Regions from separate parts of the Ovis aries genome. Here region 2 is linked to region 1. Evidence: chromatin contacts called from public Hi-C data. All regions are on one chromosome and are shown on one strand. Each heading gives the region's core, a stretch centred on a gene start, on an enhancer-like site or on the middle of the called end of the contact. The rest is flanking DNA. Distances are from core to core; before and after follow the strand shown.

Region 1 (2,700 bases), core at 146-2,645:
CAGTTTCACTCAACTCCTATAAAGCCAAAGCCTTCGTTTTGGGGAAGTCAGCCTAAAGGGACTCAAGGAGGCTGGACAGGCTCGTAACGTGGATTCTGATGTGAGGCTGGGTGGGATGTGTGACCTTGGGCCTGACCTCTCCCTGGCCTTTGCTTCTTGATCTCTATGAGTGTAACTGTAATGGCACCTTTCCTGTAGCTAGTTGTTAGGATCAAGGTGATGTATGTCGAGTCCCTTTCTCAGTAGCTGTTAGTGACATTGTCATTGATGACCCTAAGCCTTCAGGTTCTGATCAGTGAAAAGCCGAGAATTCCATCGACAGAGAACTCAACCCCTACCCCATCCCACTTTCTTAGCAAAACATTGTGTGTAAATAGAATTTGTGTGGAATGTGTTCAGGGAGCCCAGAAGAAAGGAAAGCGCCCATCGTTCCATCCTGTCCTCTTTGCCTCTGCAGCAAGTTGCGGCACCCCCACCTGCTGCAGCTGATGGCTGTGTGCCTGTCCCCGGACCTGGAGAAGACCCGCCTCGTGTATGAGCGCGTCACGGTGGGCACGCTGTTCAGTGTCCTCCACGAACGGGTGAATGCCTGTTTCCCTGCATTTTCCCCTTGCTGCCTTTCCCCGCCACTCCAGCTCTCCTTTCCCTTTCTCTCTCTTCTTTTACCCCAGGAGCAGAGTTCCCATTCGTGCACGCATAGAAGAGAAATCTCCTAATTCTTTACTCTGAGGGGGGCTGTATAATGCACCGTTTAAAGCTAATCAGCACATTGGAACTAGTGTGATTTTATTATTGTTAGTCTGGCTTTTTAAATCACACATCTGAGAGCTCAGTAGACCCAGAAAACACACAGCCGCACTTGTAGCTCACAGTAACCAAACAGTCTCTGGCCTTGTTTCCTGGCATTTTCCCTTGTGCCCTAACGCAGGGGCCCTCAGCCTCCTAGAGCCTGATGGTCTACGATGGCGCTGATGTAATAATAGAGATAAAGTGCGCAGTGAATGTGGCGTGCTTGGAGCATCTGGAGACTTTACCTCCCCCGCCCCCATCTTGTGGAAAACTTGTCTTCCGCAAAACTGGTCCCTGGTGCCAGAAAGTTTGGGGACCGCTGCCCTCTGGGACCTTTATATGCAAGGTCTTGTCTGTCCCTTCCTACTTTTCAGCTTTCCTGGAGGAGGGTATGGGACACACAGACTCCTTGGGAGCTTGCTTTGGCCTGAAATGTGACTTCCAAAAGGTCCTGACAGATTGGTTTTTCTTTCTCCATGGCTTTGTTTTGAAGACCCTGGGTTGGAGTGAGAAAAGAGCCTGCAGGAAGGGCTCTTCCCTGAAACGGCTCATCCCTCCTCCTGCCTGGGTTTCGGTTTCGCCTCTCAGTGTTAGAGTTCCCTTTCCTCTCCTCGGGGGAGGGCGTTGACTTACAATGCCACTTCTGGGGAGAGAAGAGAGCTCCTGTGACTGGGTGTCTTAGTATGAGGGGATTTCTGTCCTCCTGGAGTGAACTTTCTAGGTCCTCTGACTGCAGCAGGGGCTGGATTGTCCTTTGTGTGTCAAGTTCTCCCGCAGCACAGGCTTGGCATTGCCAGTGGCGGTGGGGCCCACACTGGAGGTGCAGACCAGGTTTGAGGACTTTTCTCCTCATTTTTCTTGTAATATCAAGCAGCTTGGCTAAGGGAGAGGAACCCAGGTTTGGAGTCAGGGGCCCTGAGTCAGTGGGACCTCAGGCTGGTCACTTAACCTCATTGAATCTTAGGTTCCCCACCATGACAGCAGGTGGCTGTCATGACACCAGGTGGCTGTCATGAAGGTCAATACAAAAGACTGGAAACTGTGAAGCCCTTTGCAGCATTCTTTGTTCTTGCTTATAGCGGGCCCAGTTCCCCGTGTTGCACATGGAGGTGATCGTGCACCTGCTGCTCCAGATCTCCGATGCCCTGAGATACCTGCATTCCCGGGGCTTTATCCACCGCTCCCTCAGCTCCTACGCCATCCACATTGTCTCCACAGGGGAAGCGAGGCTGGCCAACCTGGAGTACATGATGGAAAGGTGGGCGCACCTCGATCATGACTTCCAAACAGGGTCTCCCCAGGGTGGGTGCTTTGCTGTAGAGAGAGAATCTGACCTGGGCAGGATCCCTCATTGGTGGGCTGAACTGCCTTATCAATGGAGGAAGAGGTTTCCCAGTGTCTTCCCCTGTCAGCCCAGGTTAGAGGGGCTTTGGGGAAGTTACTTCTGTTCATTATAATGAATATTTGACAGGCATGAGCACATGTTAGCCAGACTGTAAGTTTTCAGAATTTTCTGTGGCTTCACACAGCCCAAGTATTTCTCACTCACCTTGCCATGCAGCGTGTGTGTGTTGGGAAGGGGTGGCATTCACCGTGCTCTGCATTCCTCCCTTCCGGGGCTCCACTGGCCCCCAGGCCTCAGCCTCCCACTGTGTCCTCCGCATCGCTGCTCATTGAGAAAGAGCAAGCCTGGAGGGACGCGTGGAGGGATTTAGGGACTACCGGAAGTAGGTATATCATTACTTCCCACTTTACAAGGCCCAGCACCCAGTCACCTCTTCCCTGCAGGCAGGCTGGGAAATGCACCACAGCTGTGCATCCTGGAAGATGTGAGAAGGCGGTGGGTGCTGGTGAGCCTTATGATCCTGACCTGAGTAGGTGGGGCTCAGTGCAGGGAGGGAAGTAGAGATG
Region 2 (2,700 bases), core at 124-2,623, 72 kb before region 1:
CTGTGGAATTGAAAAAAGTTCATTTTCTCGATAAGGGACACTTGTATATGTTTGAAAGGAGAAGTGCTAAAGCCAGGTCAGCGGAAAGGGCTAAGATCCTAGAGGAGGGAATTGGGAGCGAATGTGGAATGAGGGGCTTCCAAGGTGGCGCTAGTGGTAAAGAACCCGCCTGCCAATGCAGGAGACATAAGAGATGCAGGTTTGATCCCTGGGTGGGGAAGACCCCTCTCGATCCCCTGGAGGATGGCACGGCAACACTCAGATCTCATAGCCAAACATTGGTTCAGTAGATGATGTTCATGCTTTCACTTTGAGAAACACTGGTGGGAAAAGCATTCATTTGTACTTTTGAAATAAAGGAGAAGCTAAATTGTTCTCACTCCTATAAAAAGAATGGGTGTGATTGGATTAGGATTGTGGTTCTCAATTCTGTAAAACCTTAGGGTCCCTTTCTATAACAAATAGTAATATTTCCTTTACTATTCATAGTATATTCATGGAAAATATGAATATTCAAGATGTTTCTAGAAATGTAATTTATATAAGTTCTCCCACAATTGATATAAATGTTCTAACTAATATATAGGAGACAAAATATTATAATAAAGTGTTTTAATATGCAAATGCTTGGCCTGGCTACCCAAGGAAACCGAAATGTCCCCACAAACTTTCAAAATCACCCCTTGAGAGCAGTGACATAGTCACTGAGAAGCACTGATTTAGGTGGAGGTTTAAAACATGAGGGTAGAGGGGACTGAAAAGATGTGTATAAGAAGAATGCCAAATAGCAGTGAAGATGTGACTGCAGTTCACGTGAATTTGGGGTAGGAGGATCACAACTTCCTCCAGCAGTGCTGGGGAGACCAAGAGTAGGATCTGGGACCACATGCAGGAATTGTGCTCTGCTGAAGCAGGAGGAAGATGAGATGGTTGAGGGGCTAGTGGGTCACATGGTATCTAGAGTCTGAAGAATCTAGAGACCTGAAAGGTCAGACTCCCCTCTGTCAATAAGTAGTCAGGAGGCAAGAGAAACTTACCTTGGTTCAAAACATAAAATGCTGGGAGAATAGAATAGCAACAAAACAGGATATATATATATAACTTAGCCAAACACAGAGATGAGGAGAAAGGAAAAATACAGAGGGCAACGGTAGGGATGGACTCCGTCTATTCCCTGAGGATTCTGCCCATTCTGAGAGGCGGATGGGGGATGTGAACAGAGCAGGGGCAGGAGATAAAGCCTGGGTGAGGCCTGCGCTCAGTGAGGGATCTCACTAGCTGTTTCCTCTTCATTCTGCACAAACTGATTCTGAGAGGAGAAGCTTATCTCGAATCGTGCAGCTTGAACACCGGAGTCCAGCCTCAAGCCCGTAGCCAAGATATTCTCGCGTCGGATGCCCGGCTCCTCTCCCTGATCTGGTCTGAAGCGTTGGGAGCCAGGCAAGGATGAAGTCGACTGACGACTGAACAATTCTTCCGCGTGGGTGTGCCCCATGGGACTCCACACTGGGAGATCCGGAGACCTTCAGTTAGCCTGCCTTGGGACGCGGTGGGTTTCTGTCGGGAAAGGATCCGGGCGCGGCGAGTTGTTGGAGGAGGCGGCCGGCAGGGGGCGCGGTGGTGTAGGCACAGGGATGGCTCAGGGCGTTTGGAACGGCTTTCCCCGGAAATACGGGGTTATCTATTAACAATAGTAAAATACAGTTCGAAACTATGTTTATTTGGATCGCTAAGATAAAGGTCAATTGGAATCGTTTCAGGAGTGACCCAGACCTTAATATAGTGGTGTGCGCAGCAGCGGGTAGTGCCAAGGTCAGCCTCGGGGAAGATAACCAGGGTCGGGTGGTTTTCCCGGGGCGAGGCTCATCCATTGCACCCTAGATGAGCTGACCCCAGCGATTTCCCCAGATGTGGATAACTCGGTTGCATAATTTGTGGTAGTGGGGGACTGTGTTGGTGCTTTCCCCTGTCCTCTTTGTATCTTAAAGGGGTCTAGTGGCTCATCTCTAATGCTGAAGGGGTTATCACATAAAAGTAGGTGGGTAGTGGTGAGTACAATACACAGACGTAGTGAAATAGAGATCTTAAATACTAAACCACTATGGAACGTTCTTCTGCCAGGTACAGGCCTTTTGGGTTTTGTCAGGATTATTTATTTAACTTCAGCTGTCTGAGCTTTAGGACCTGAGTTTACCTGAATGGTTTTGAACGTTTTTAGTTTTGGAGTGTTACAATATCTCAATTTTTTTTAGGCTGGTTATATTTTGCAGTTATATACCATTTTGGGTGTATGGGGATAAGAAAAGCATGTTATTAAAACTGTTTTCAGTTCTTTTAGCCTTTTATATGTGGTTACCAAAACTTGTAAAATTACATGTTGTTCACATTATATTCTGTTGGCCATCATTTCTCCCTTATTTTGAAAAAGTCTCCAGGAGGTCTTGCTGTATTACTTCTATAACATGCTTCCCCTTCCTGGAATGCCCTGCCTTCCCTCATCAATCTTTGACACTCAGCTCTCACTTGTAGCTGCCTGGGATCCACCCAAACTGCCACAGAATCTAAGATGGACTGAAACATTACTCGGTACTGAAGGCACAGTGCTGCATAAGGTGCTTCTTTTAAAATCAGAAGAAAAAAAGATGAATTTTTAGGTGGAAGAAAATGTATATAACAATGTAATCTTTTTATATTAATACG

What was found. A called contact is a pair of places that touch in the nucleus more often than the background predicts.
Region 2: a Hi-C map of liver shows a contact between it and region 1, with 5 times the contacts expected there. The contact joins the promoter of TEX14 here to the enhancer-like site in region 1. A contact is called at or near these places in 13 of 16 Hi-C or Micro-C datasets (blood, hypothalamus, liver and 6 more).

Annotation. Positions count from the first base shown.
Region 1 is chr11:9,258,221-9,260,920 of ARS-UI_Ramb_v3.0, reverse strand. It overlaps TEX14 (testis expressed 14, intercellular bridge forming factor), which reads left to right. Exons shown (of 32, transcript XM_060395121.1): 9 at 458-581; 10 at 1,869-2,047. Among named protein-coding and RNA genes, the nearest start is that of TEX14, 72 kb to the left of the region's middle. Within about 2 kb of position 1,395, at least 20 of the 54 cell types and tissues checked have an H3K27ac peak or open chromatin away from gene starts, as enhancers often do. A contact at or near this core is called in liver, where this site is marked.
Region 2 is chr11:9,330,355-9,333,054 of ARS-UI_Ramb_v3.0, reverse strand. TEX14 (testis expressed 14, intercellular bridge forming factor) reads left to right here and starts at 1,373. Exons shown (of 32, transcript XM_060395121.1): 1 at 1,373-1,549. The coding sequence starts at 1,494. It also overlaps the pseudogene LOC114117105.